5 separate regions of the Mus musculus genome follow, and all the other regions are linked to region 1. The links are chromatin contacts, called in public Hi-C and promoter capture Hi-C maps. All regions are on one chromosome and are shown on one strand. The core of a region is the stretch at or near the end of the contact, and the rest is flanking DNA. Distances in the headings are between cores, read along the strand shown. Region 1 holds the start of Cnot1 (CCR4-NOT transcription complex, subunit 1). Region 2 holds the start of Ogfod1 (2-oxoglutarate and iron-dependent oxygenase domain containing 1). Region 3 holds the start of Nup93 (nucleoporin 93). Region 4 holds the start of Herpud1 (homocysteine-inducible, endoplasmic reticulum stress-inducible, ubiquitin-like domain member 1). Region 5 holds the start of Psme3ip1 (proteasome activator subunit 3 interacting protein 1).

Evidence for each region. Promoter capture Hi-C pulls out the DNA fragments that hold promoters and counts their contacts. A called contact is a pair of places that touch in the nucleus more often than the background predicts.
Region 2: a contact with region 1 is called in a promoter capture Hi-C map of pre-B cells, with 6 times the contacts expected there. The contact joins the promoter of Ogfod1 here to the promoter of Cnot1 in region 1. A contact is called at or near these places in 6 of 39 promoter capture datasets (the C10 cell line, embryonic stem cells, erythroid cells and 3 more), 1 of 484 Hi-C or Micro-C datasets (uterus), 2 of 115 datasets of contacts at active chromatin or transcription factors (double positive thymocytes and thymic regulatory T cells) and 2 of 9 other capture datasets (liver and macrophages).
Region 3: a Hi-C map of B cells shows a contact between it and region 1, with 6 read pairs. The contact joins the promoter of Nup93 here to the promoter of Cnot1 in region 1. A contact is called at or near these places in 1 of 39 promoter capture datasets (pre-B cells) and 1 of 484 Hi-C or Micro-C datasets (B cells).
Region 4: a promoter capture Hi-C map of pre-B cells shows a contact between it and region 1, with 4 times the contacts expected there. The contact joins the promoter of Herpud1 here to the promoter of Cnot1 in region 1. A contact is called at or near these places in 2 of 39 promoter capture datasets (erythroid cells and pre-B cells).
Region 5: a contact with region 1 is called in a promoter capture Hi-C map of pre-B cells, with 2.8 times the contacts expected there. The contact joins the promoter of Psme3ip1 here to the promoter of Cnot1 in region 1.

The regions. Positions count from the first base shown.
Region 1 is chr8:95,804,657-95,810,414 of GRCm38.p6, forward strand. Cnot1 (CCR4-NOT transcription complex, subunit 1) reads right to left here and starts at 2,789. Exons shown (of 49, transcript NM_001372353.1): 1 at 2,677-2,789. 4930513N10Rik (RIKEN cDNA 4930513N10 gene) reads left to right here and starts at 2,174. Exons shown (of 4, transcript NR_015574.3): 1 at 2,174-4,524; 2 at 5,575-5,641.
Region 2 is chr8:94,033,629-94,039,386 of GRCm38.p6, forward strand. It overlaps Ogfod1 (2-oxoglutarate and iron-dependent oxygenase domain containing 1), which reads left to right and starts at 3,570. Exons shown (of 13, transcript NM_177767.4): 1 at 3,570-3,814; 2 at 5,337-5,482. The coding sequence starts at 3,661. Nudt21 (nudix (nucleoside diphosphate linked moiety X)-type motif 21) reads right to left here and starts at 3,411. Exons shown (of 7, transcript NM_026623.3): 1 at 3,149-3,411. The coding sequence starts at 3,264.
Region 3 is chr8:94,211,249-94,217,006 of GRCm38.p6, forward strand. It overlaps Nup93 (nucleoporin 93), which reads left to right and starts at 3,316. Exons shown (of 22, transcript NM_001357266.1): 1 at 3,316-3,383.
Region 4 is chr8:94,383,706-94,389,463 of GRCm38.p6, forward strand. It overlaps Herpud1 (homocysteine-inducible, endoplasmic reticulum stress-inducible, ubiquitin-like domain member 1), which reads left to right and starts at 2,724. Exons shown (of 8, transcript NM_022331.2): 1 at 2,724-3,033; 2 at 5,651-5,728. The coding sequence starts at 2,887.
Region 5 is chr8:94,599,569-94,605,326 of GRCm38.p6, forward strand. Psme3ip1 (proteasome activator subunit 3 interacting protein 1) reads right to left here and starts at 2,158. Exons shown (of 8, transcript NM_028221.4): 1 at 1,929-2,158. Rspry1 (ring finger and SPRY domain containing 1) reads left to right here and starts at 2,373. Exons shown (of 15, transcript NM_026274.4): 1 at 2,373-2,862. It overlaps LOC115486880, which reads right to left and starts at 3,323. Exons shown (of 2, transcript XM_030243886.1): 1 at 3,245-3,323; 2 at 2,048-3,077. The coding sequence starts at 3,323. The coding sequence ends at 2,368.

The sequences.
Region 1 (5,758 bases), core at 1,539-4,038:
GGGGAGAGTGCCAACAAGGAGCAAAACACACAGCTCAGGGGTAGAGAGCATTTGCCTCAAATGTTAAGGTCTTGTGTTCAGCCCCAACAACACATACAGAGTGTGTGTGTGTGTCAGCAAACACGCCATTTCAAAAGGGCAAATACTATTTTGGTTAATTCAAGAAGCATCAAATGGGGACAAGTGCAGTGCACTAGTAGGTAGAGGCACCTGCCACCGAGTCTGACTGCCTGCGGTCTATGCTTGGGACCAAAACAGTAGGAGAGAACCCACTCTTCAAAGTTGTCCTCTACCCTTGATGAGTACTGTGGGATGTACTCACCATACCAACATAAATCCACTCACACACGATAAATGTGCTTTAAAGAGACAGAACAGGGTTATGTGGTGAAGAGTCTATAAGTATCTACAATCTAACACTGCCCTACTGTCACTTAGTGATCTGAGACAGGACTCTGAACTTGAGGCTACCCTAACTACAAGCCAACCCAACCATAATCCCACTTCCACAGAACCCAACTCCCTCTGCTGAACTCTTCAACACACGGTACTCATACATATGAACAACACACACACAAATAATAAAATAAAGTCACCAAGAATATAAAGCCAACTTCTAAGACTATAATTGTTAAGGGCCTCAAGATGGCTCAAAAGGTAAGAGCATTTGTCACACAAGCATGAGGACCTGAGATCCATCCTTTACATTTCACTAAGCGTCAAAATACTGACTCCTCATATTCTTAGACCTCTCCTCGCATGAGCTATGGCACAAGAATGCTAAACTCACTCACTCGTGTGTGTGTGTGTGTGTGTGTGTGTGTGTGTGTGTTATTCAACAAATTTTAATCTTGGGTTTAAAAAAATACTTTCAGGTATTAGTGACTAGGATCCTCCCCACTCAGCCTTTGTTTTTTCCCACTGTTTTTGTTGCTGAGACAAGGCTTTCACATGTAGCCCAGGCTGTAAAGAAATCACAATGAGCTTCATGCCCCATTCTGTACTGCTGGGATTACAAGCAGCCAGTGTCACCACACCCGGCTAAAGGTCAGATTTGTGTGTGTGTATGTGTGTGCCTCGATTCTAGACTTGCTTCCACTAAACAAACAGCCAGGACCAGGTGAAAAAGAACCAAATTCCCAAGTCAGACCCTCTGCCTGCAAAAAGAACCTTTACTAACATCCTGCCTGCCATTCAGGCCAAGGCCCTGCTTGCTATCATCAGGTCTTCCTGCCATGGGACAACCATCTGTAATGTCCTCACACAGCACTGAAAACAGGTCCCATTTCTACCTCCACCATTTTCACACATGTATACTACTTTTCCAAAGAGAGGTCAGGAGGGAAATGCTGGTATTTTCTCTAATAAGCAGTACACCCACTCAATTATTGGCTGATTGTTGTTGGGTTCCCCCCCCTCTCCATTGTAATCACAAGGGACCGAACTGCAACAAAACCGGAAAACTCAAGTACTGTTACTCGGTTTTGAATAGAGAGGAAAAAGAAGTATATAGGCCCCAAAGAAACTCGACATCTGGGGCTAGAGCTCACTGATACAAGGCCTGCCTGGATTAAATGTCCACGGAAGGTGGGACTGTAATATTTGTCGAGGTGACTTCTGGGGAACGTTTACCTCTCATGAAGCTTAATTTTCCATACAACACTTTGAAAAGCACTTCTTTTCAAAACCTACAAAGCACTCCTCCTGCAAGTAATGTCTGTGAGCACAGGTGGGTGAGCTCCCTCCCGGACCTGGTGGCATGGCCAAATGTGTTTGCTTATTAGCCTTAGGCTTAACCTAAGATCTCTCCAAGATCTGCACCAAATCAAGACCCACAAGCATTCTGCTCACTGGTGGGCATCTGCCGGTAGTTGCCGGTTGGAGGGTTGGGGGCGTTGGGACAGGCAGAACCAACACTACCAACCGCACAGGGACCTAGGTGACTTAAGTTGGGGGGCTATCGACTTGTTAGAAAGTGCGAGCGCCGGGGCGCGCGAGTGGAACAAAAAACCTGTAGCGAGAAGGGTAACACGGAAGTGCTCACTCCCGCCCGCCCGCCCCTCCCACCGCCAAGCAGCCAAAAGCGAGGGGCTTGACAACGTGCTGGGGGGCGCAGGAGGGGAGGGAGTCCCCGGAAAGCGCTACGAATCGGCAGCAACTCCAAACCCGCCCCCTGGCCCGCCCGCCCAGCGAGGAACCTAGGTAGGCCGCGGGCGCCCGCGCCCATAGCCCCCCATCCGGGAGCCCGGGAGGAAAGGGACAGTTGAGGAGCTCGTGCGCTCCGAGGAGGCTGCAGCCCTGCGCGCGCGGCGAGCCGAGGCCCTGGGATCCGAACTGCCACCTCCGCCGCCGCCATCCTCGAAGCCTCCAGGCAAGGCCTCCAGGCCGAGCCGCTCCGGAGCTGCTCACCCGCGCCCGGGCGCTCCGAATCCAGGAACGTGAGCCCCCGGTCTCCCTTCTCCAAGAGAGCAAAGCCGCCGCGAGCGGGCCGAGTCCGTCCCCTCCCGCCTTGGCTCCACGTCTCCGGCTCGCCTGCCCGAGTCCCGACGCCCCGGGAAAAGGCTTCCAGGGTCCCCAGTCCACCCCACCCCCGGTACCGCTCCCACCCGGACCCGCGTCCCGAGCTTGACACTCCCAGCCTCCGCCACCTCCAACCGCAGCCCCAGCCCGCCTCACCTCAGTCGGCTCCCGCAGCGCTGGACACAGGAAACTCCTGGGTCCTCGACTCCGGCTCTCCTCGACCCCCCTCTTCGGTTAACTCCGCTTGTTTTCTCGACAAAATGGCGCCCGAGGTCGCGCGCTCACGTCGCGGCCTTTCCCCTCCCAGTTCCCATTTCACCATTCGCTGCCCGCTTTGGCGGAGGGATGGCCCTAGCGCCCAGCCAATGGCCGCGCGCTGACCGCAACGGCGGTCCAATCGCCGATGGGTACCCGCGGATTTAAACCAATCACACACTAATCACTCGCAGAAGTCGAGGAAGAAACCAGGCTCCTGCTAGCAACCACCAATCCAGACTCCTAGTTTGCGGGGCTCAGGCCAATTGCCGCTCATCAGCCCTGGGACTGGGTCCGAGTCTGGGCGCCTGCGCACCCGGGTGTAAGCCAATGGTTAGACGTTGGGAACTTCGATTTGGGACTCGAAGACATAAGCCTTCGAGGTGTTCGACCTATGGGGACTGGCTGGTCATTGCCTCCGGGAAACAAAAAAATACGGAAGGGAGCTCGTTAATGCATTGCCACCCTGCGCACAAACTACTCTAACTTAGAGACAGGGTGATGCTCGTCTACTTTCCTTCGTCTTTCGAAATGTCACGGTCCGAGAGGCTGTGCGGGTTCCCAGCGGAAGCATTGTCCACCCCTCGGATCTCTTTAGCAAGGAGCACCAGTCATCAGAAGGCGTCAGACGCGGGGCAAAGTTGAGGTCCTTTGCATCCTGGGTTATGTAGTCGCACGCCCCGCCTATTCCTGTCGCAAAAGTAACGTGGTCTCTTCCATCACTGTCTGCGCCCTAGAGCAGCAATGCATGCTGGAGAATGTAGTCTCCCAGATGCCCACCTAATCCTGGCTCTTTTAAAGTTTGTTTTCCATTTGTCTTTTGAAGCAGGGACGCTTTGCAGAGATATAGAAACAGAAGTTCTCCTCCTGCTCTTGGCTATTCTCAAGGATGCCAATGCCTTTTGCTTCTTGGATAAAAGGCTACGTTATCCACTGTGTCCTCCTATCTTTTAGACTTTTTGTTTGAGTTTTGAAACAAGGTCTCTTTCAGTTAACCCAACTGTAGTCCAGGCTGGCCTGAAACATACTAAGAAGCATAAATTGACCTTGAGCTCCTTGCAATCTTCCAAAATACTGAGATGATAATAGACGTAACCTCTCATACCAGTACTATTTGAACTTTAAAGAGATGTGTTAAAGACTTTTATTACTTATTTTACGTGTACAGGCGTTTGCTTGCATGTAAATCTATGCACCATGCATGTACAATGTCCTCAGAGGTCAGAAGAGGATGCCCGTCCCTCTGGAAGTGAACGGTTGTGAGCCACTGGGTGGGTCCTCTGGAAAAGCAGCCAGCTCTTGTAATCTCTGTGCCATCTTTCCAACCCCTAGATGAAAAAAAAAAAGTGTCTGAGTGCTTGCCTATATATATGTTCACCTAGAGAGTGTGGACCTGGTACCCAGGAAGGCATTGGATGCCCCGGGACTGAGATGAGAGTCTCAGCAGTAAAGTTGTAAGCTGCTCTATGAGTGCTGGAAACCCACCCCTGCACCTCTGCAAAAACAGCTCCTCTCCAGCCCCCATCTTGAACTTTTTTTATCAATGTTTTATTTGTGCAATTTAGCAATATGGGGGTTGTTTCGTTTTGTGGGTTTTGTTTTCTTTTGTTGTTAAAGAAGAAGAGAGACAAAGATGAACTGAGACTGTTCTGGAGAAGGGGGAGGGGGACATACAAGTCAACTACCCAAGATCAATTCTGTAATTCTACAACCAGTTTAGTTCAAGCTTCAATTGCCCCCAAACTGAAGGTAAGCTGAAATAAAGCTGATATAAACGGGGCCTCCTAGAGGAGATTCTTAAGCTCACTGCCCATCTCTCCTCGGAGGTTATACATCACTACTAAAATCTGACAGCCATAAAAACTGAGCCAGGATTTTCACAATGCCCTAAAGGTCAAAGTCCTTTGACTGTGTATCTAGGCTGGGTGGTTCTTGTCTTTCCTAAAATGGCTGAGAAGACCTTCATAAAGGATCTAGAAGGGTCACCTTCTAACTCAGCAATTACGAATGTTTGCTTTCAAACATCCTTAAGAACAGGATGTCCTAACGAGCAGACGAGCTCACCTGGCTGATTCTCAGCCTTCTTCCCACCCTCCCTGTCCGACTTTCACAAAATATCCCGGGGCTAAAGTAAAATACAACAGAAGAACTTGGTGTTAAAAGTAAAAAAAAAAAAAAAAAATTTCTTAAAAATTTAAAAGGTTTATTTATTTTATGTATATGGAAGTGTAGCTGTCTTCAGACACACCAGAAAAGGTGCACCCAATCCCATTACAGATGGTTGTAAGCTAACATGTGGTTGCTGGGACTTGAACTCAGGACCCCTAGAAAAGCAGTCAGTGCTCTTAACTGCTGACAGTTGATGGCTCCTGGCGTATATAGAGAGTTTTATAAGTTCACTGTGCTCCAGTGAATGCCCCCTCATCCGTGAGTACGCAGGCAGATCAAATTGGTCTCAAAAAAAAAAAAAAAGAAAGAAAAAAGCAGGCAGACAGAGTGTCTCATACCTCATGACCTGAGCTCAGCACTCACATTTAAGACATTTAAGCAGAAGCAGTCAGATCTCTGTGAGTTCAACCAGCCTGGTTCCAGGACATCCAGAGCTACATAGTGAGACCCTATCTCAAAGGTGGTAGAGGGGAGAGACAGACAGACAGAGGGGACAACAATGACACACACAGGCTAACATCTGGGCAGGGGCCTAAGAGGTGGGATAAATATGATAAAAATACATTAAATACATGTATGGTATTCTCAAAGAAGTAACTGCAATATTGTGTTGGTTTTTTTTTTTTTAAGCCCTCTGAAACAACCAGAAACCCACTTCCTACCTGGACTATATCACTAGCTTCCTGAGTTACGCTGGGTGAGTTACTTCCCCTCCCCAGAGGGGAGTCAGCACAGAGCCTCTAGTGCTAGTCAAGTGCCCTGGCCCATTTATTTGTTCTTTTGTTTGCTTCTTGCATAGCTCTGCTGTGTTGCC
Region 2 (5,758 bases), core at 2,320-4,819, 1.8 Mb before region 1:
TGATTTCTATGCCCAGACACCTGGTTACAGTCCTGACAATGGCATGGCCAAGTACCTTCAGTCTCAATGTTATGTAAAAACTGGTTTCCATTACCTCTGATGCGTTAATAAAGAGCTGATCTGCCAATCAGCTGGGCAGAAGAGAATAGGGCAGGACTTCTGATCCCAGTATGTGGTCTCAAAAGGAGAGAGAGAAGGAAGAAGGTGGAGAGAGCAACCAGGGCCATGAGGACACACATGGACCAGACTAAGCTAGGGCGAGATTCAGACAAAAGACCATTTGGCTGGGTATTGGCAGCCTAGTTGAATTAGAATAGCTCAGAATCTGCATGGCATAGTGGCTGCGGCTTGTTAATAAGAACACCAAATCCTTTTATTCAGGATAAAGTGCACACTGAAATGTTTTGTCACTACCTGGGAGCAAAGGGGAGAGAGAGGAGGGGATAGAAAAACCCCCAGAACTACATTTACAACCTACCAAAAACAAACAATAAAACCCACCAACCAACACACACACACAATCTGAGCACAGTAGTCCCAATATTGTGGAGATGAAGACAGATGTATTTCTGGGGTTCACTAGCCAGCCAATCAGCCTAGCTTACTCTGCAAGTTCAAGGATGGTGAGGGACTCTCGTCTCAAAAAAAAAAGTGGGAAGGGAGGGGCTGGAGAGATAGCATACGTAGGCACACCTGCAAACACTACAAAACTAGGCTGCTGAGATGCTCATGTGTAAAGCACCTGACATGCAAACTGCATCTGAGGTCCAATCTCCAGAACCCATGCAAAGCTGGCTGCAGTCGGAACACCTAAAAGCCCAGTGCTCCCAAAGCAAGCTGGAGGGCAGACAGAAAAATCCCCGGAAGCTTACGAGTCAGGTAACCTGGCGCAGATCAAAAGAGACCCTATTCTCAAACAAGGTGGACTGGCTCCTGAGATTGTCCTGACTTCCACACATGTGCTGTGACTCGCACAACATACATTCACAAATGCTGTGAACACACACACATATACCCCACATACACAACTATATATATCTGCATGAATGCATATAGCACACATGTGCAACATGCACACACACACAAACCAAACCAAAAAACCCTCTTGACGGTAATAGACAACTACATACTCTCTCTCCTCAGTTGTTCTTGAGAAGGGAAATCAAGGTAGCCAAAAGGAAAAGATTAATTCCAGAGGTCAAATTCTAAACATAAAGTAGCTCTAAAATAATAAAAACATGCCATTTTCAGGGGACTTTAAAGACTATCAACACTTTTGCGGTAGATCCAAAAATGAATCTTATACCAACAATATTAGGAAGAAGTTACTACACACAGTTTTATGTACTGTACAATGCATTACATGAGTTAACTTTTGGTTTCCCCAACCTACATTACAAAGAATTGAGACTAGCCACAACACATTTCTATTGCAAGGGCTATCTCCTACATCCCAGGATCTCAGCAGAACGAAATGTTCCAATTTCTAGCTGTGAAATCTGAGCAGCAGCCCACAAAGAGCATATTCTCCCCCACATCATACTGTAGGCATCTTAAAGCAGAGTGTGCATCTACACACCGGGCCATGTGCATGCACACAGTGGTACACTGGGACCCATCCAGTGTTTCCTGAATGGGAATGGACTGCAGAAACAAAAGATGTACTTGCTACTTAATGGGTAACCCCCTCAGGTGAACTCAAGTTCACAGCACAACAATTTTACTTCTCAACACTGCATTTACACAGGAAGCAAAAGTTACGTGCTCAACCTGCAAAACCGCCTGCTCAAAGTACATGGATTTCAACAACTCTCCCCAGTGGCTGCTGTCAACAGACACAGTAATCAAGGAGAGTTTAGAGAAGACCTATGGTGAAGTCATGCTTCCAATTTTTCACTTTTTTGAGGTGCTGGCGATAGAATCCAGGGCATTCCACACACGAGGCAAGCCCACTACCAGTTAGCAAACAACTCCTGTGCTCCTCCACTCTTTTTAAAGGAGCACTCGCCTCTCCCATTTTATGGGAATCTTATAAGCACTTAAGTGACAGAAAATTAAAGTGCTACTGTGAATTGTGGGACAAAAGTAAATTTGCACAGACACGACTGTCAACTATTTCCACATTTTATAAACCTTGCATTTCATTACCGAAGTTTGCGTGCCATTACTTGTTTTGTCAAAAACAATAGTAGTAGTTGTTCTTGAGAACAGTTCTCAAGAGCTCAACAAGTTTTCAACTTCATGTCACATTTAGTTTTAGGAGGAATGGTTTATTTACTTGAATATGAGAGATTTGTTTATTTATTTGAATATGAAAGGTGAGTCACTAAAATGACTTACACAAACCCCACTCTCAGCAATGTCTTGCACATTTTAAACAAATAACCAGTCTAAACTGGACACTTTTTTCCCATTAGAATCAGCTCCACACTAGGGAATGAGGTACCAAACATTATAAGCTATATCCCAATCTCAATTTCTTGCCACAACAAAATTTTGTTTGAGTGATCCCGAAATGCAATCATCTGCTTAAGACAAAGGTTTGTTGAAAACAAAACAGCCTGCAAACAGGCTGTCGGGACAACATGTAAGGTACCTCCGACCTCTGAAAGTACAACCAGACAACAGAGTGTGTCCTCGCAATTTTAGGTCTACTGGGAGTCTGCAATGATACTGTATGTTGGCACTTTGGTAGACAAGACATACAAATGCAAAAAGGTAGACCAAACAGCGCGAAAATTAATAAAATGTGGCCACTGGATGGAACACTACCCAACATTTAAAGGGGGAAAAAAAAAAACTAGGATGTCAGAGGTTAATCTGGAAAAGTTACTGTAAAAGAAATGTACACCCTACAAAACTGAGAATTGTTCAAATAAACACAAATACATGTGCGATGAAACAACCAGCAACGGATTGAAAGGATACACACATTATGAATTCAAAGCAAACGCAGGTTCTAACCATGGCTGAATGAAGGGAAAGGGGGAAACGAACCTCGCTTTTAAAATAGGAAAACTGCCAAGTCGGGGTCGAGAAACAGGTCTAGGAAAGAAAGCGCGCATCCCGGAAGGGACAACCCGCATCCGGCGTGAGGGAGGAGCGCGCACTGGGAGAGCATCAACGGCCGAGGCCGCGCCGCACTTACAGATTAATGGTGCGCTCCAGGGTGAGGGGCTTGGTCTGCTGGATGTACTTGTTGCCGAACTGGTTGACCCCCCGGGGCCAGCCCGTCTGCGAGCGATTGGGCGGCACCACAGACATGCTGAACAGCTCCGACGCCGGGGACGTGCAGAAAGCGGGGGCCCGGGGAGACGTCCGCGGGGCGGGCAGCGGTTATCTGCGTCCCGCTCAGCAGCCACCACCCGCCATTAACAGTCGAGAGCAAGAGGCGCGGAACACACGCCGGAAGTGAATACGCTCCGGAGGCAGGAAGTTGGGAGGCAGGCCACTGCGACCATTTGACCAATTGCTGGCGGCGTGACGCAATATGTTGATCTCCCATTGGTTATTTTTGTGGAGATCCCGCCTCCCTGTGCTTTACTGCCTTTCCATTGGGTAATGCTGGTGAAATAAGGAAAGAGGGTTTTCGGGAACTGTAGTTTCTGGAGGGAAGTAGCGTCCTGACTTCCTTGGCGTGGGTCTGTGCACCGTGAGAAGATGAACGGGAAGCGGCCGGCGGATCCTGGCCCAGCGCGGCCAATGAAGAAGGGAAAGAAGCAGGTATCGGCAGAGTTTTCGGACGCTGTCACTGAAGAAATCCTGAGGAAGCAGGTGGCTGAGGCCTGGAGCTGCCGGACACCGTTCAGCCATGGTAATGGGGTGCTGTAGGGAGGCGCGGCAGCAAGAGGTGTGGGGAGGATCGCAGCCACCTCCGACCCGGGCGCTGACTGCTGCTCGGTTCATTCCATATTCTGCTTGATTTGGCAAGCCTGGGGAGGAAAATAAATATAAGCTCCGGACACTATGGGGAAGTGGGAGACATGTAGCCTGGGGGTTGAATTCTAGAATCAGAGGTCACTCAGAATCCCTCTGCTGATTGTACGTCATTGGGCAATGCATATAACTTTGCTTAAGGGCCAGTTTCTTCGTTTATAAAACGGAATCGTTAATAGTATTCCCCCTCCGAAAGATGGGATTGACAAACTAATGTTTGTAGACATTCATAAACGTTTCCTTGAGAACCGGTAAATAGCTAGCAAGCGAGGGTCACTCTCCGCTGTTACGTGGACTGTCTAACCCACGCTGGTGTTGAAAGCTGCCAGAGAAGCAAGCACCTGGATTTACCAGTTTTCACGTACCTTGTCGTTGGCCTAAGTGACGCACAAAACCAACATAATCTTGAAAGGAACGATCATTCCAGACATAGCTACAAGTTATTACCTTATACAATGTGACTCTGGCTGGGTGCGTCTTGAATTTTCTCAGACTTGCCGATTGTCTGTTTCATTTGAGTGTTTAAACAGGGGAACCCCTGGGCGCTCAGGACGCAGGCAGAAGATGATTACATAAAATGCAGGCTCCGGCTGCCCAGAGACTTCTCAGTTTCTTTGTCTGTTGCAAAGGCGTAGTGACTATATCATCGATTCCTCAGTTGTAGAGAATATAAATGAAATAATGCTTATAAGGCACCACTGGGTCAAGATTGGTTGTTATTCATAATCTAGTGGAAGTGAAATCAGTTAGAGGTTAAAAACCACCTGTTTTTTTTTTTTTTGTTTTGTTTTGTTTTGTTTTGTTTTTAAACCCAGAAATTTAGGGAAAGAAAGGGTGGTATTAAAGAGAAATAGCCAGCCAGTTTTGCTACTCTTATTATTTGTTTTACTTCGCTCTGGAGAGAATGAGTTAAGAATCTAAAATGTGGGGCTGGAGAGATGGTTCAGTGTTTAAGAGCACTGACTGTTCTTACAGAGGTCCTGAGTTCAATTCCCAGTAACCTCATGGCTCACAACATCTGTAATGGGATCCGATGCCCTCTTCTGGTCTGTCTGTAGAGAGTGACGGTACACTCATGTACATAAAGCAAATAAATGAATAAGTCTTAAAAGAAAAAGAATCTAGAATGCATTTGATGCAAGAGTCAGTAAACTAAATAACTTAAAATAAAAACTAAGAGCTTCCATTGGCGTCGTCCCTTCCACTCATTAAAGCCTAACAGGGAAGCATAGTATCTGAGAACAGTAGTTTTGAATGAGCACAGTTCTTCATGAATTTTAGTCTTTAACGATTGGACTACCAGAACTTCATGATGGTCTCTTCTTGTATTCTATTATGCTGCTTGGTGGTCAGACATACAGAAGAGAGGAAAGACCAGGGTGCTATTTTCCTTCCAACAGAAGCTATTGCCTTGGACATGGATCCTTTCCTTCACTGTGTGATCCCAAACTTCATCCAAAGCCAAGACTTCTTGGAAGGACTTCACAAAGAGCTTTTGAGCCTGGACTTCCATGAAAAGTACAATGATTTATATAAGTTCCAACAGGTAATTTATTCTCATTGCATTCATTGGCTCTTCCTCCCCAGAAATCCCTTAGCTATAAAATCATCCACTAATCATGGCTACAGAGATAGCTTAGTGGTTAAGAGCACTTATCGCTCTTCCAGAAGCTCCAGTCAAGTTCCCACATCGACTTCAGGGGAATTCATGAATCCCTAAAATCACCCAGTGCGCACACCCTCAGGCAGATACACATGCATCCATGCAATTTATCTATTTATTAAGACTCAAGGCTCTAGATTAGGTTTGTTTTCATTCTTC
Region 3 (5,758 bases), core at 2,066-4,565, 1.6 Mb before region 1:
TACAAAATGTCCTCTATTGTACAACAGGCACTGCACCACGACTTACAATATATCAAGTAGTGAATAAAAGTGTGACATTTCTGTCATTTGCGATCAGCATCATTCAGATGGTAAGTGGCCCTTTTCATAGTCCTTTTAAAACCTGGTTGTGGTGGTTTGAATAAAAATTCCCCCCACGGGCTCCCATAGACTGAACCACCAATCAAGGAGCATGCATGGGCTGGACCTAGGCACCATGGCACAAACGTACTAGAAGTGCAGCTTAGTTTTCATGTGGGTCCTCCAACAACTGGAGCAGGGGGCTGTCTCTGACTCTGTTGTCTGCCTGTGGATCCTATTCCCGTAACTGGGCTGCCTTTTCTGGACTCAGTGGGAGAGAATGTGCCCAATCCTGCAGTGACTTGATGTGCCTGGGTGGGTTGGTACCCAGGGGAGCCTCCCCCTTCTCAGAGGAGAAGGGGATGTAAGGAAAGGCTGTGTAAAGTGGGGGCTGGGGAAAGAGGGGAGGCTGCCATCAGGATATAAGGGGAATAAATTAATTAATGAAAAAAAATGGCCCCCATAGACTCATAGGGAGTGGCATTATTGGAGGTATGGTATGTTGAAGCAGGTGTGGCCGAGTTGGAGGAAGTGTGTCACTTGAGGTGGGCTTTGCCGTGTCAGAAGCTCAAGACTAGTCCGTTGTCATTTTTTTCTTCCTGCTGTCTGCCAATCCAGATGTAGAACTCCTGCACGCTGCCATCCTTCCCAATATGACTACAATGGACTGAACCTCTGAACTATAAGCCAGCCCCAGTTAAATGGTTTCCTTTATAAGGGTTGTCATGGTTACAGTAGCTCTTCATATAAATAAAACCCTAACCAAGACACTGGCCAACATCTGCTTGCTTTGACTAAATGAGTCTTACTATTGTAAATTTGAGGCGCACCGGTCACTACTCTCCTTCCCTACACAGGCAAAAGAAAGGTCTGAAGTATTGATTTTTGTCATTTCTATAGATCAGCAGGTCTTGAACTGTTGGTCCTACATATCAGATATTTATATTACAACTTAGCAGCAAAATTACAGTCATGAAGTAGCAACAAAGTAATTATATGGTTGGGGGGGTCACTACAACATGAGGAACTGTATTAAAGGGTCTCAGCATTAGGAAGGTTGAGCACCACCGCTGTAGAGCTTACTGAGCCAGAGGTTCTGAATTCTGCTGGAAAAATAGAAGCTGAGTTATTTTATAAAGAACTTAGTGGTGGGGGGCAATTGGAGAGTTGGCTTAGTGGCAAAGAGTGCTTGTTGTTCTAGGAGAGGACCCAGGTTCTATTCCCAGCACCCACATGCTGGCTTATGACTGTCTGTAATTCCAGTTTCAGGGGATTCAATGCCTTGTTCTGGCCTCTGTGGGTGTCTGGCACAAACACGGAACACATACACATATGCACACAAAAACACTTATACCCATGACATTAAAACAAAACATAATTTCTGGGGCTAGCAAGATGGTTCATCAGATAAAGACACTGATGGCAAGTCTAAGGACCTGAGTACACACACACACACACACACACACACACACACACACACACACAGAGAGAGAGAGAGAGAGAGAGATCTCTCTCTCTCTGTCTCTCACAAGCACATTAATTAAGGTCATAAAAATAATAAAATCTTTTGTGTTGGCAAGAAGTCTCAGTTGGTAAAGTACCTACTGAGCAAGCAAAAGCCCAGTGTGGAGGGTGGCTCCTGTAACCCTAGTGCTCAGGGGAGGAGGGCAGAGACAGGTAGATCCCTGGAGCTCACTGGATAGCTATTTATGCCCATTGGTAAGCGCTGGGTTCAGTGAGAGACCCTGTTTCAAAAAATAAGGCAGAGAGTGACTAGAGGAAGCCACCCAACAGCAACCTTTGACCTCCAAGCACATGTGCACATAGCTGCCCACATACTTCTGCACATACACAAATATATACCACAAACATACACATGCAGGCAGAAAGAAGTTCTGTGCAGCTATAATGCTAATCATTGTGGGCATCTTTGTATGTTAATTGTATTTATGTTTTATAAGCATATAAGGCAAAGCTGACTAGAACACTTTATCAAACAGGCATCTACCAAACTAGAATTATTAATGGTGACAACCTTGCCTAGGCCTGTGTTCACATGGTCCTCATTAGGTCAGGACGGTGACCTTCATTGAAAGATTAGACATGTTCGAGACTGTGCAATCCAAAAAGTGCCTCTTTAACGATTACAGGCTATTACGGGAGCTAAAGCAATGGCTCAGCATACTGCTCTTGCAAAGGACTTTGGGTTTGGTTCCTAGTACCCATGCCGCCTCACAACCACCTGTAATCTTACTCCGGAGATCTGATGACCTCTTTTGGCCTCCTTGAGCACCAGGACACACACACACACACACACACACACACACACACACACACACACACACTCACACACGAGTGCTTACAGTTAGCCCCACACTCTTTTACATTTGTCAAAACCTCCTCCTATCCAGGTCTCTCCTCTCAGCAGCTGCTGAGACCTGCAGCTTGCCTGTCCTGTTATTTTTCTCTCAAACTCCCAACAAAATTGTTTTCATTCAGCGCCTGTTTTCAAATTTCTTTTACCCACTAGACTAAGAACCTCCTGAAGGGTTCTTGTATATCCCAGTGACACACTTTGTTCCCAACGCGGCCACACTGAAGTAATCTCTTTTCTTTGGGTATCACCACTGCTTTTTTCTGTAATTGGCCAACGGGGCAGGTGGCCAGCCTAGCTTGCTTGTTCAGGCTGCCAAAAGACAGCCTTTTCCCTTGAGAAACTCCAAAACATGTTTTTATCTTTCACCTTTCAGTTGGAATGACACCTTTCCTGGCCATCCGACCATTTTTCTTCAATTAGTTTGCTTTTCCGTTCTTAGCTCTCCTAATTACTGCTGCATTTATTCACTATATTTTGTTTCCCTGGCCAAGCTGAGAACTGCTTGAGGTCAGGGATCTTGTCTGCTGTGGAAGTCACCGTGTTCCCTGCACCTAGAACAGGCCCAGGCACTTGACTGAAGCTCTACACCGAGTGGCCGAGCTCTCTGGGTCTGCCCAGCATTGGGAACTGCGGAAATGCTTCCTCTAGGACTGTCAACTCCAACCACGTGGGCGGGAGCAGGGCGGAGCTCCTTGACTTACTTGTAGCGACAGCCCCGCCTCCGGCCCCGCCCCGCCCCCACGCCTGTGTCCTCTTGCGGGTCTCCATAAAGTTCATTTGGCGGCGCAACGCGCAGGGGCTTCTGGGAGCTTACTGCCTCAGCCAATCAGGAGGCGCGGGCGAGCGGCGCGAGAAGCGGCGGCGGCGGCGTAGTGAAGAAGCCGGCAGCGGGCGGCGACGGAGGCAGGTAAGGTGTGTGAGGTGTGGGCGCCCACGCGGCCCCGAGCCGACCCTGGGCCCGAGTTCGGGGCCTGGCCTTGAAGCAGAACACCGAGCCTAGTTCGAAGAGGCTCGTGCTTCCTCTCTTGCTGTAGCTGGGCATGCCGGCCGGCGACTGCTCGCCGAGTGCTGTGACTAGGCTCTTCCGAGCGTGGTCCTCCCCACTGGTGCTCTGTCGCCACGCCCACCCACGGCTGCCAGGCGTCACCCGGCCTGACTGCCCTCTTTGGGGCGTGGGGGCCGTTCTTCTAGAGAATGGCTCTTCCGGGTGAAGGGGCGGCCAGCGAACCCCTGTCAACTTTAATCTCCTTTTACGGAGAATCCGACAGGATGCTAATGATTGCCGCTTCGGTTGTCTCACCTGTTTCTGGGTACCCTGTATCCTGTCTTCTGTAAGGGATGCCCAAGTATATTGGGTCCCTTCTGAAAGAAAATCACAGCATGGGCGGCATGGTGTCGCTTTCAAAGCGAGTTGAAGCCAGCCTGATCTACATTAGACCCTGCCCCACCCCTACCCCCCTAGATGACTTTCAGTACAAGCAAAGGTCAGCGCTTTAGTAATAATAACAGTAATACTAATCATAGAAATAACAACAACAATAGTAATATAAGCTCCCTGTAGTGAGCTGTAAGGCTTTTAAATAACGTGACCCATACTTTCAATGTCTGTTACACCCCACATTCTCTCCCCACCCCCAACACCACCGCAGGACATGCTTTGACTTAAGGGCTTTGTTCTTGTGGTTGGATGTCTGTTTTGTCTGCTCTCTTTCTTGGAGTCTTCACTAGGGCCATTAGAATCTAAGCCTTTCCTCACTCTTCTTGTCTTCACTGCTTTTTTTTTTTCCCCTAAGCATTTAGGTTTTATTTGTCCTATGTATTGTTTGTCCTTCCCCGACCCCTGTAGAACATGAGTGCCTACCTAGTACTTAAGTTTGGTACACAATAAAGTAGGTGCTCAATAAATATCAAATAAATGAATGTTACTGATATTATAGGCTTGTGGTGAATGAGACAGGCTTCTTTCTTGGGAAGACATCACACACATAAGCAATAAACATAAATATTAAAACCATGAGACTTGAACTGTTGGAGCTGTGGTGAACTTGGGTTCTTCTCCCTCCCTCCCTCCCTCCCTCCCTCCCTCCCTCCTCTCTTCCTCTCATTTGTGTGTTCTTGTGTGTCTTTTATGTATGTGGATATTTCTGTGGAGGCCAGAAGAGAGTGTCTGATTCCTTGGAGCTAGAGTTACAGACAGCTGTAAATCACTGATGTGGGTGCTGGGACCTGGGCTGGCGTCCTCTACAGAGCTGTAGATTTTCTTAACTGCTGAGCCATCTCTCTTACCCCTGAGCCTATAAGGTAGATGCATTTTGAGGTGTTTGTGTGTGTGTCAGAGTAAAGATCAGGAGGAGGTCCCAACTCTGTTATGGTCACTAGTCATTTTAATTAGCAAACATGTTTTTAGTTCTATTATGTGCCAGGCTTAGGTCAATGCTCAGGATTCAGAGTTAAATATCTGTGAACCTTCCTCTACGGGAAGAGATGTTTGAGAAGTGGTCACAATTGCTCCGCTAGGGAAGAATGCCTAGAAGGTTCAGAATAAGTAGGGAGGGCCTTCTCTGTCTGTGGTGGGGATGCTTGTGTGCTTGACAGGTACAGGAGCGGGAAGGGAAGAAACTGCCAGGCTTCCTGAGGAGCAGAGATGTGTCAGGGTACAACTGAAGAAGGAGGGAAGAGTTGAAGGTGGTGCATGGCGCTGTCTGTTTTACAGAGCACCTCATGCAACCATGTCACAAACTGAGGTTGAGGTGCCCCAACTGGTCTAAAGTGGGAGATATTTTGGAATGGCCACTTTGGCCACAGGGAGAGTGTGTTAGAAGAAATGGGAAGTTTTAGACTGTTGAGGTAATCGGGAGGAAGGCATGAAGGTCAGAGCAGAGGGGAACGGTGAGGGCATGACTTGTCATGAGCTTTGAGAAGTAAACTTGGTTATAGGCTAGTCTCAGGGGAGAGGGGAGCCAGATGGTTTCTGGCTAAATTGACTGTTGTGGGGACCCAAGGTGAGGAACTAGAATTGTTGCTGGCATCCATAGATCAGTCAGGAGTAGCTATCAGATAGACAACTAGAAATAATTGGTTTGGAGAAAGAATTGGATGGAATTTAGAGATGCAACAGTCTTTTTTTTTTCTCTCTTATAGTATGGCCACTTATAGCTATCTCCCCTTTGTTTCAAACAACCTAAAGCTTGAAATGTTTTGTAGCTTTATGTTTGATGTATACGTGTGTGTGTGTGTGTGTGTGTGTGTGTGTGTGTCTGTGTGTGTGTGTGGTGAGATGCA
Region 4 (5,758 bases), core at 1,474-3,973, 1.4 Mb before region 1:
ACACACACACACACACTCTTTTAACCCTAAGAAGCTGAGGCTGAAGGATCACAAGTTCAAGACCAGTCTGGGCTACACGGGGAGTCCCTGCATTCAAAACAAAAACCCTGAGGCTTTTGCATTCTCTTTTGTATTTCTATTATCACTGTCCCATGGCTGTTGCCCCTTGGAATTGTAGGGCCAGGAAGAGCAAGGTCACATCACGCTTATCTTTCTATCCTTGGCAATTTATTGAGCTAAATTAAGTGTTTTTCAAAACACACTGTAAGCAGAATCCAGCCTTCAGAGAGGGCTGTTTCACAGGGAGATAAAATTTAAGACAGAAACAAATTGGATGTGCTTTTCTTCTTGGGGGGAGGGAAGGTAAAGTCAACAACACAGAACCCCCCCCAGCAACCCCCCCTCCACTACTGAGGCTCAAACCAAGAACCTCATGAATGTTAGACAAGCCTGGTACCATCAAGTGATATTCCAAGCCCATCCTTTCCCAGTAGTACTTCGTGGAAATGGACAAGCTCTCTTAGGGATGCTGAGGTTTGTCCCTGAAGGCAAGGGGAAAGCTTTCTGTAGGCACACTTCATTTGCCCAGTGAGGCCCGTGTCTCTCGAAGCTGTCTCCCCAAGGTCTCTGCTTGTCTTATCTAATCTTCCCCGACTTGCAGTTCCTAGCCAGCGAGCCTACGATATCATAATTAGCTATGTTTTCCCATTCAGAAGAATCAGGTAGGGAAAGCTTCAAACTTTCTGGGGCCCAGAGCAAAATGAAAGTATTAGTCCTATGAAGGGAGTCTTAGAGAGAAGGTGGAGTGGGAGAGGTGGCTCAGGGGGTTGGCTCACGTTTTCAAAATCCTGAGGACTAGAGTTTAGATCCCAGCGCCCACAGGACAAACTGGGCATCCCTTGCAAACGTCTGTGATTCCAGCTCTGAGTGGTGGAGAGACAGGAGGATTGCTGGTGCTTGCCACTTCCAGGCTCGCTGAGAAAGCAGTAGCCCCAGGTTCAGGGAGAGACCCTGCCTCAAAGGAAATGTGGAGGAGAACCTCGGTCGGAAACTCTTTTCTGGTCTCTGCACCATTGTGCCTACATACAGGCACAGGGATACATACACACGCGCAAATAGCATAAATCTTCAAAAATAATTTTAAGAGAGAAACAACAGGGTATTAAGTCAAATGTGAAGATCACTGTGGCAGAGATCACATGCCCTGGGGGGCCAGTCTTCATGCAAAGGGACAGAGCCCTCCTAGCTGCCCTTTAGTTTCTGAAGATCTGCCTGCTTCTGCCTCCTGATGCAGGCCTTTATGTTGTAACACCACACTGGCCTCAGTGGTCTTCAACATAAAACCTGGGAAGGAAAGCAGCTGAGGTTCTGCGGCGTGTCCCTGGTGGACCACTGGCAAATGCCGCTGCGGTGAGGTGCAGGGTGTCCTCCAGAGAGACGCTGACGTCTCAGCCCCAGAATGTGATGGCATTTAGAAATATCTTTGTGAAAGATAATCGTTAAGATGAGGTCTTTAGCCACGACAATGCGAATGATACCCTTATAAAGGGGGCAGGGGAGAGACTGGACAGAGATACGCATAAAGATGATGCAGATACACTCACACCCGTGTATGTGCACGCACACAGGTGCACACCCGGAGAATGCCATGTGATCGGAAAGCTCGAGATTGGAAAAATACTCCCCAAAGCTAAGAAGTCCCAAGGACAGTTAGCAAACCTGCAGAACTTAGGAGAGTGGTACAGATTCTGCCCCCAAAGAAAGCAATGCTGCCCTAACCCCTGGTCGCAGACTTCCAGCCTCTACAGCTTCAAAATAAACTTCTGTTGCTCGAGCCTCCAGTTTACGACACTTTCTTATGGTTGTGTGACAAACTCACATAACCATCTCCCGAACAGGACTCTCCTATCACCTCTCTGACCTCTGTAAGCTCTGGACATGGCTGAAAACCCAGGTATCCCAACAGGATTGGGACAAAGATGGGCCGGAGCAATGCCAGTTTTGTTTTTCAAACTCAGAGGAAACACTGGAGCACTGCCTCTGGTCAGATTTCAGGTATCTGAGACCACTGCTGTGCTTGTCGCAACCCCAATTTAAAAGCAGCAGATGTTGTTAGTTCATAAATGATGACCCTTTCCAGTGTCTCCTAGAGGGTTTGTCAATCAAGAGGCACTTAGTGCCATTACTATAAGGGGTATGTTCCACACTTGATGCATCGTTAAATTTGCTGCAGGCACATTGGAAAGTGCCCGAATCCTTCATCCTCTCAGCTCAGAGCAACACAGGCCTGGTTTCTCTTCGCTTCTAAGGCCTGGTTAGTTCGTAAGGCTTCCCTGGATGCCAGGCTGCGCAGCCACCAGGGAAAATGCAAGCGGACAGACGTATGCCCAGGCGCCTGGGGTCAGAAAGGGCGGAGGGCCGCTTTGTGAGGGCACAATTTGCAGAGCCTGCTGATCTTGGGAGTCAGGCAGGCCGCCAGGCTCAGGCACCGCACGCATCCCGCGCTAAGGAGCCTGAACAGGACCAGCGCCCCAGAGGGCACCCTGACATGGCCGCCGAAGACCCGCTCCCGCGCCGCTGTCGGGACTCAGGATGACGCAACCACGGCGGGTTGCATCAGCCCGCACCCCCGCGCTTAGCCCGCCTCTCCGCCGCCTTTCTCCGGGCGCTGATTGGGCCACGTTGGACACTGACCTCTGTCTCAGCCAATGGATGGCAGCCACAGAGAGCGCTATCTGCGGAGCCCTGGCACGGGGCGCCCATAAAAGGTACCCGAGACGGGGGCGCGTGTCCCAAAGACGCCAAGTGTCGTTGTGTGGTCTCAGACGGCTGCGTCGCCGCCCGTTCGGCATCCCTGAGCGCAGTCGAGCCGCCAGCGACGCAGACATGGAGCCCGAGCCACAGCCCGAGCCGGTCACGCTGCTGGTGAAGAGTCCCAATCAGCGCCACCGCGACTTGGAGCTGAGTGGCGACCGCAGTTGGAGTGTGAGTCGCCTCAAGGCCCACCTGAGCCGAGTCTACCCCGAGCGCCCGGTGAGTGGGACCCCGGGGTGCCACGCCTGCAGGGTTGCCTGAACTCACCTGTCACACACCACAGGGCGCGAGTCTCCTTCCTGCCCAACCGTCTCCTGTGCCCCTCTGCTCGCCCTAGCGCTTGTCATCTCTTCTGGGCCTCCACCAGTCCGCGCTTGCCCTCTTCTAGCCCCTCATCTCTTCACCTCCCATTACACCTAACTCCCAAGGCTGTCACACATCTGCCCCACGTCCCTGTACCCTCTCCTCATCCTCCCAGGGAAACAGTAATTTGACCTTAATGAGTCATTTCCCCATCCGAGTCCCAGTGACCCTCCACAAACTACTAGGTGACTGACTGGGTGTTCCCAGTTCGGCTTGCATCTGATGGGTAGAAATAAGAAAAGTAAATGTTGCCAAACGAGACTTCTGGGTGTACCGAGGACAGACAGTATATGTGCCAGATTGGGCCATTGGCTAGAGGGTGGGGTGCGTGCCCAGTCACCAACTTCTGAAGGTCCCACGCCCATAGGCTAGACATGGCTCTTCTCCTGCAGCCTTCCGTTGACCGCCCCTCCCTGTCGCGCCGCACTTAGTCTCGGGGAGGAGCCCCCTTAACTTTCTAGCGAAGGATGACTGAGAAAGGAAGCCAGCAGCTGGAGTAGCCCTGAGTCTGATTTGACGACAACCGTGGGTCAGTTAGGAGACTTTCTTGTTCCGTGGGGTTCCCCACCCCTCCCCCTCCCCCTTTGGTTGACACATCTGTCAACAGCTCCCTAGCCCCGCCCACCCCTCCGGTCCCTGCCACGTGACGGAGGCTGTGCGCTGGACCTTCCTGTATTTACTTTGTTCTCTGATGTTATGTAAGTGTCCACGAGTACAGTTCTGGATCCGACAGGAGAGGGCAATCGGGTGGCTGCAGATGGGGACTTTGAACAGTGGCCTTAGAGCTCCAACCGGCAGTGGCGCGTGGGTTTCAGTTTGTTTTTGTTCCGAGTTGTCGGGAAAGTAAACAAGGCTTTTCCTTTTAGAATTGGCGAGGAACTTTATCACTTTGGGTGTAAGCGTCTAAGCCCCTGGAACTGGTCGGGGCAGTGTGTAGGATCTCCGTGGTTGTTTTCAAGAAACCAGGTGTTCTTGTTGGGAGGTGGCAGTTAGGTGCATAAATGATGCTCCTGTCGGGTCAGGTTGCATCATTTGTAAAAGCTGTTTTGAGGCCTGTTTTCCTCAGGTGAGGAACATTGGGCCCCTTGGATTTGAAGACCTAAGCTGGTAAATACCAGTAGGTCTCCTGGGTGTACAAATCTGTACCTTACAAAAATACCGGGAATGGACGCAGTGGTGCGCTTCTGTAATATGTCACTGGAGAGGCCAAAGCAGGAGGAGCATGTCTTGCAGACTGGGCTATACATAGTGTGAGTCTCTCAGTAATTAAAGAAGAAGGCATGTTCATGGTTTTTTTTTTTTTTTTTTTTTTCTGTAGTAGTACTTATCATTGGGTGATGATAAAAGTTTATAATAGTTATTTGCTTAACATTTTATTTTCAAATTGGCCTTCCAGGTGAGGACAGAGGGTCAGTTTGGTTTTTACCATTTGCTGGTGGTTGGCTTCACATTTAGAACAGCATTTTGCAAATTGGTGTGCACAGCATTTGTCAGTAAAGCAGTCCAAACAACATGGAACACAGCATCCAATATGTGTTTTAGGTGTAGTGTCAAAAGTCCTAATGGATGTTGATAAGAAGATGAAGGCTTCCTAATAGTCTGAGGCTGGCCATAAACTCTTGTTCTTTCTGCCTCTACCTCACCATGTGCCAGGCTTGTGGGCATGTGCCACCATGCCTAGGTGGATACAGTTTTCCTGGTCTTTTGGGGAGCAGCGTTTTGAGATAGGGCCTCTCTAGCCAGATTTGCTTGCAGCTCATTCATATCCCGGGATGGCCTCAAACTTCTGCCTCAGTTACCCTTGTGCTGAGAGTCTAGATATGAGCCCAGGTTTTTTTAAAATTTAATTTAATTTTTATTTCAGGCTGTTTGGAAGGAACATCTTAATTCCAAGTTTTGCTTAGTGGGTTATTCTGTTGTGCAGGCTGGTGACCTGTGGGGTGGTAGCCATTATTTGAGGCCATTGCTTTTAAGGACATACTTTTAAAAATATGGCTTAGGAGAAATTTAAAAATTGATTTTAGAGATGAGAATTATATAAAGGCATATGGACTCCGTGTCCTTAAAGTCACTGGTATAGAGGAGAATATATGGGTTGGACTCTTGATTCTAGCAGCAGGTAATATCGGGTGGCATGGAAGAAGACTGACCAAAAGTAAATTGAGTTTTCTCTGGCTTTAGAGTTCATTGCTGCCAAAGCACGAAATACAATTTGTGTTTTTAGTAGCAGAAAGAAGTTTCCCTGTGAATAAGAAGTAAAGTGTGTGGCATAGTTTTTACGAGCTAGGGGGTTATTTGCCTCCCAAATTTATTTGCATATTTGAGATTAAAGTCAAGCACTTCCTAAATAAACGTTTTATATATGAGAATTTTTCTTAAAAAAAAAAAAAAAAAGGTCTTCCCGTGGTGGCGGGGGGAAAAAAACTTGTTCGAATCTAAGCTGATGTGTGCTTTTCTTTCCTTTTACAATCAGCGTCCAGAGGACCAGAGGTTAATTTATTCTGGGAAGCTGCTGTTGGATCACCAGTGTCTCCAAGATTTGCTTCCAAAGGTATTTGTAGCCCTTAGCTCTTGCTTTGGG
Region 5 (5,758 bases), core at 908-3,407, 1.2 Mb before region 1:
ATGTCTCAAAAGACAAACACACCCCCCCCCCAAAGATTACAGTTTAATAACAGAGTTGGATCAGAAGAGAATTAATGAAGAAACTGCCCAGCCTGGAAATCTTGAGTTCTAGGCCACCTTGGGTAGCATAACAAGACCCTGCCAAAAAAAAAAAAAATAAAAAAAATAAAAAAAGCAAACAAAAACAGCTACTGGATACAAGAGTGAAAATGTGTGTGGAAGACAGTCGAACGCATCAATATATATGTGACTAGAACTTTACAGGATAAATCATTATTTCAATGTCAAAAAGGCTAATTCATATTGCCAAATATAGCATACACCTGTAATTTCAACACCTGAGAGAAAAAAAGGAAACAAAACAGGAGCTTAAGGTTATTTTTCCATACACATCAAACCCAAGGCCAGACTGTCTACAAGAGACTGTCTGAAAACAACCAAAAAAAAAAAAAAGATCAAATACCAAGATAATTGGAAAAAAAAAGCAACTCATGGTTTGAAGCATCATAATTGAAACTGCAAAACAAAGGTGAAAACACTTAGAAGCACTTCTAGAGGGAAACTGATCACATTCAAGAAGGAAGACGTGTCAATAAGGTGAACACACTAAAACTGATTAATCCTGCTTCCCTAAAAGCATATTACACTATATCCAAGCTTACAGTTGAATCACACTGTTCAATTATTTCACTGTCAATTTCTGAAGCTGAAGATTGCCTTTAAGCAAACGTACGGTGACAACGAAGGATGAAACCAGGTAAATGCTCCCCACATAATTCTTCCTTTTTTAAGACTTCAACTTCAGAGATAATTGGGCCATCCGACTTTCAGACCCTTACATATTATTCATAGCTCATCTTAGGCTCCAACTGAAACACAGGAGCTGCCTTTATTTCAACTCAGCTCCTTCTGTCATAGAAAGTTCTACAGATTCCTTTCAAATATCTCAGAAGCAGTACCCGCCAAACCATTTTGCTTGGTAGTTTATACTCTGCTTTGTTTTCTGGCAGTCTTGCTAAGGAAGCCAGGCCTGTCTCCAACTGACAGTCCCCCACACCCACACACAGCCTCGTGGTCCTAGGATTACAGGTACAAGCCACTACACGGAGCTCCTCCAAACCATTTTTATGATGTCTCTGGGGACACTTCAATAAATCAATTCACTTAACCAACGAAACTTGCTACACAGGTTGACAAGTCGCTGCAAATCCTACAGAGGTTCATATTAGACTTTGTGGGGTCCACTCTAGACTTAAACAATCAGACTGACCCAAGGGTGCAGCACAGGGTTTGCATTTTAAAACCAAGGGCCACAGACCTTGTGTTCCCCCAAGAAGCCATTTCCATGACCAATAGTTCTCCCTTTCCCTCTGCGTGGACTGGCATTCCAAGGGCACCAACTCTCAAAGAAGACATTTCAACGACCGGTTGTGTTCTAATAAAATAAGCACACAGCCTTGTTTCCTACTAGAAGAGAATGAGCGAGGCGCTGCAACGGGGAAATTTATTATGTACCCATCCTGCAACTACACACTTCGGGATTCAACGATGCTCAAGTCGGCATTCCACGTTTTCTAAGGAGCGAGGAGCTGCTCCGAATGGAACCGAGGCAGCAGCTCACTTTAGGCCTGATGGCTCCAGCTAACCGCAAAGTGCTGAAAGAAGACAAGGGGCCCGGCAGCTCGGGCGCGTAAGAAAGAGTCGGAACCTCCCACCACGACCGCCACGCCGTCCCGCAGACTCCCGCGGCTCCGCTCCGGAGTGGGCACCGCAAACTCCCAAGCCGGGCGACTCAGGACACCGCACTAGAAAGGACCGCGGGCTGGAGACAAACCTGGGCTCTAATCCTAACTCTGGCTTGGAGTTCACCCTCTCCACGGCCGAGAAGCCTGGTTTCGCCTCCCGGCGCGGACCCAGGCCGCACTCACCTACGAGAGCGCGGGAGGCGAGCCGCCCTCACCTCCGCGGCGCCTACCGTAAACCGTCGCCGCCAAGGCCACTCTCGCTCTTAAAAAACTAGAAAAGAAACCAAGAAAAGAACGACGGCTTAAAGGAAGAAAACACACTTCGCTATTGTATTCCTTTTGACCCTTCGGGGCTTCCTGTTCCTTACAGCCACAACACATTTCCACCCCGCTTCCGGCGGCATAGTCCAATCAACAGCTCTCTCCCTCCCCGAGCGCCTCGTGGAAATCCGGTGCTCCAAGACCGTATGGAGCGATCTGATTGGGTCGTTCGCCCTTCGGCAAGGGGATTAGCTGGTTCATTCCAGGCTGGCGGGCCGACCCGCGAGATCACGTGACACAAATCTTGACTGATGATTGGCTGTCTGAGAGAGAGGGCTTGCCACTGAGGAAGGGGCGTTTCCTAGGGGACTGAGGGAGGGCCCGGGCGGTGTGAAGCGGGGGTGGGCCCCTGCGCGTAATGGCAGTGCCGTGTCCCCGCGTCCATCTTTACCGCTCTCTTGGACCTGTCACAAAGGAGTCGCGCCGCTGTCGCTGTCCCCTCCCTCCGGTGGGCCCAGGAGCTAGTGCAAGTCAGTGCCACAGCCCGACCGCGCTGCTCTGGGAAGCCCCTTGGGGACGTGGCCGGGGAGGGAGCTTGAGGGCTAGCGACGCCTGTGAAGGAAGGGGACAGCCGCTGAAGCCTGGGTCGGAGAGACTGGACTGGGGCCGTGGCCGTCTCCGGGCAGGGGTCTTGGAGAGGGTGGCGTTGGTCAGAGCCTGGGAAGCAGCCGGCACACTCTCCTCCGAGGCCCGCGCTGGAGGCGCCTGAAAGCGGTTCCTGGAAGAGGGTGTTCCCCTTTAGGGGATCTTGACTGAAGGAGGTCCTGGGGTCACCCTCCCGAGGAGACTGGCTAAGGTGAGAAGCAGGTACCTCCTGGGGAGGCTCCGGACGCGGAGAGACCCTCGTTCGGGCTCCTCGGAACCGAAGGGGCCGAGGGGCGCACGTCGTGGGCAGGGATTCCTTCTGGGGAGTTTTGCGTTGCAGTGGGAAGCCGACTTCCCCTGGGATGGTCTGGTGTTGCCTTGGGGTGGAGAGTTCGACGTGAAGCGAGGCTGGGGAGAGTTCTTCGCCTTAGAGAGAGGCTGGAGGCGGGAGCCAGACCTAGCGGATTCTCCTACTCTCCAGGCCTGAGCTAAATATTAAGTAAAAAACCCTTGGGGAGGGCAGTCCTTTCCGTTGGAAAGCCCTAGATCGGGATGGTAAGCGGAAACGGGGATAGTCGGGGTTCTTCCCTCACTCTGGAGTCTGACTAGGTGTCCCAGAGTAAGGATTCTGCTGCCTCTGGCCTTCGCGCCAGAGTGGGACAGGGGAGTCATCCCACCAGCAGCACCCCCAAGCGAGCCTCCAAATTTGGCATTACTTCCTGCCGGGCCCGCTGTCTGCCTCACTTTCCCTGTTCTTACAGAGGGAGACCTAGTTAGAGCTACTGGGCTGAAACTCTTGAGATTCTGTCTTGCGCAGATGTCCGAGTAAGGTTTCGTCCCCTGGAGTGATGTACTTTGAACTTTTTTAAAGTTGGCAGTGTCTGTTACCGTCTGAGTAGAGTCGTGCAGTCTCCCAGGCTCCTCACTTAACCCATCTGCTTGTCCTTCCTTAGTTGAAGTGACTTGACATCTTAGAGTTTCTTCTGTAAAATAATCAACGCTGTGTGTGTGGAAGTAAGGTAGTGTAATGTATTGTTGTTGAGGAACAATGTGTTTTCTAATCTGGAAAATTGTTGATGTAAGAGACTAGCATAAATACTGGTCTTGATTACCTATAGAGCTCTGAGAACCATGTATCACTGAGTGAAATGTTAGTCTAAACCCTGCCTGCTTCCTAGACATGAAGAGGTTTCCAGCTTTTGTTTAGAGAGTTTTAATTTACTTTCCACTTCTAATAGTGCTGGGAGGAATTAGCATTTCCTTTGAGTAGTTTTTCTTTTAAGTAGTTTGTTCTAAATATTGTAGGCTCACTTTTTCTTGTATCTGTTCTTTGGCCTTTGAATGGCTACAGGTAGTGAAGACTAGGCAGCATCCCTCACCACTTGTAATTTGTAAATGAGCCTGTAGTTTTGTTTTGTTTTTCTTTCCATGAATTCTGCCTTGTGGTACCTCCAGAGTAATAGCTTACAAGGCACTTTTCAGTTTTCATTTTATGTAGAGTCTGCATTTCTTGAGACGATAACTTGCTGTGTAGACCCCTGTCATTACAAGACTACAGTATTAAAATAGTTACCTCTGTCAGTATGTGACACTTCAATAACTTTAGGTTAGTGGCACTTGTTAGAGTTGCATTGTTAGAGCTGATGTCCCAAAATTTTAGGGATTTCCTTGTGGGTTTTTGTTGTTGTTGTTTTGAACTAGGGTTTTTGTTATTGTCTTTTTAAAGTAGGCAAGTAGGCTTATTTGTTTGTTTGTTTTTAAGTTGACCTGAATTTCCTGTATTTTAATCTTATGTTTCCTGATTGTTTGTTGGTCTTTTGTTTTACTTTCTGTGGTGGTTTTGTGAGCTTCTTGATTTCCCAGGATGCATGGTGCCCAGGGCTTCTGTTTAATATCTTTGCAAGTTCTGCGTTTTGCTGTTTGTATAAGCCCTTTATTTTTTCTAGATACAGTATTTTTAAGCTATTGATTATAGAAAGTATTCCATCATGGTCTATGTAGACTTTTTATGCTTTGTCAGCAAAATAACTTCTTTTAGTAAATATTAAGGGGAACTTGATACTTATAAATGCTTAGCATTGTATATAATAGTGTGTTGTTTTTCTGTACTGAATAGGGGAGAAACAACGTTCTCAGTTCCAAAGTATGGTTAGCAAGTTTAGTAACAGAAACTGTTTCTGAAGTGAATTTACAACAATCTGTTTAAACTCACATGTTGAAACTAGTATTCAAGGATATTTAACCAAATAATGAAATAATCTCTCTCTTCCTTTGAGATAGTATTTACTATATAGTATAGTATTTTACTATATATTCCTAAGCACACCTGAAACCTGCAGTCCTCTTGTCTCAACTTCCATTTAGGTCGGGCTGTAGGTGTATACTATACCCAGGTTTGTTTTTTATTTCTTGTGTTTAGAGACAAGGTCTCCTTATATAACCCTGACTGGCCTGGAACTCAGATCACCTGCCTCTGTCTCCAGAGCGCTGGAATTAAAGGTGTGTTCCACTATGTCCTGTGAAGTGGATTTTATGATTGAGAATCACCTTGAAGGTTTTAGAATACAGCTTTTTTTTAATACTCTAAAATCTGTGTAGCTTAAAAAATTATTAGGAGCCGGGTGTGGTGGCGCACGCCTTTAATCCCAGCACTTGGGAGGCAGAGGCAGGCGGATTTCTGAGTTCGAGGCCAGCCTGGTCTACAAAGTGAGTTCCAGGACAGCCAGGGCTATCCAGAGAAACCCTATCTCGAAAAACCATAAAAAAAAAATTATTAGGAATTCTAGCCGGGTGTGGTGGCGCACGCCTTTAATCCCAGCACTGGGGAGGCAGAGGCAGGCGGATTTCTGAGTTCGAGGCCAGCCTGGTCTACAAAGTGAGTTCCAGGACATCCAGGGTTATACAGAGAAACCCTGTCTCGAAAAACCAAAAAAAAAAAAAAAAAAAGGAATTCTATAAAATCTTTTCTGCAAAACAAATTTTAAAAGAATTTTATTTAGGGTATTGGTGGTGGCCCATGCCTTTAATCCCAGTACTTGGGAAGCAGAGACAGGTAGATCTTTGTGAGTTCTTGGACAGCCTAGTCTACAGAGTGAGTTCCAGTGAGA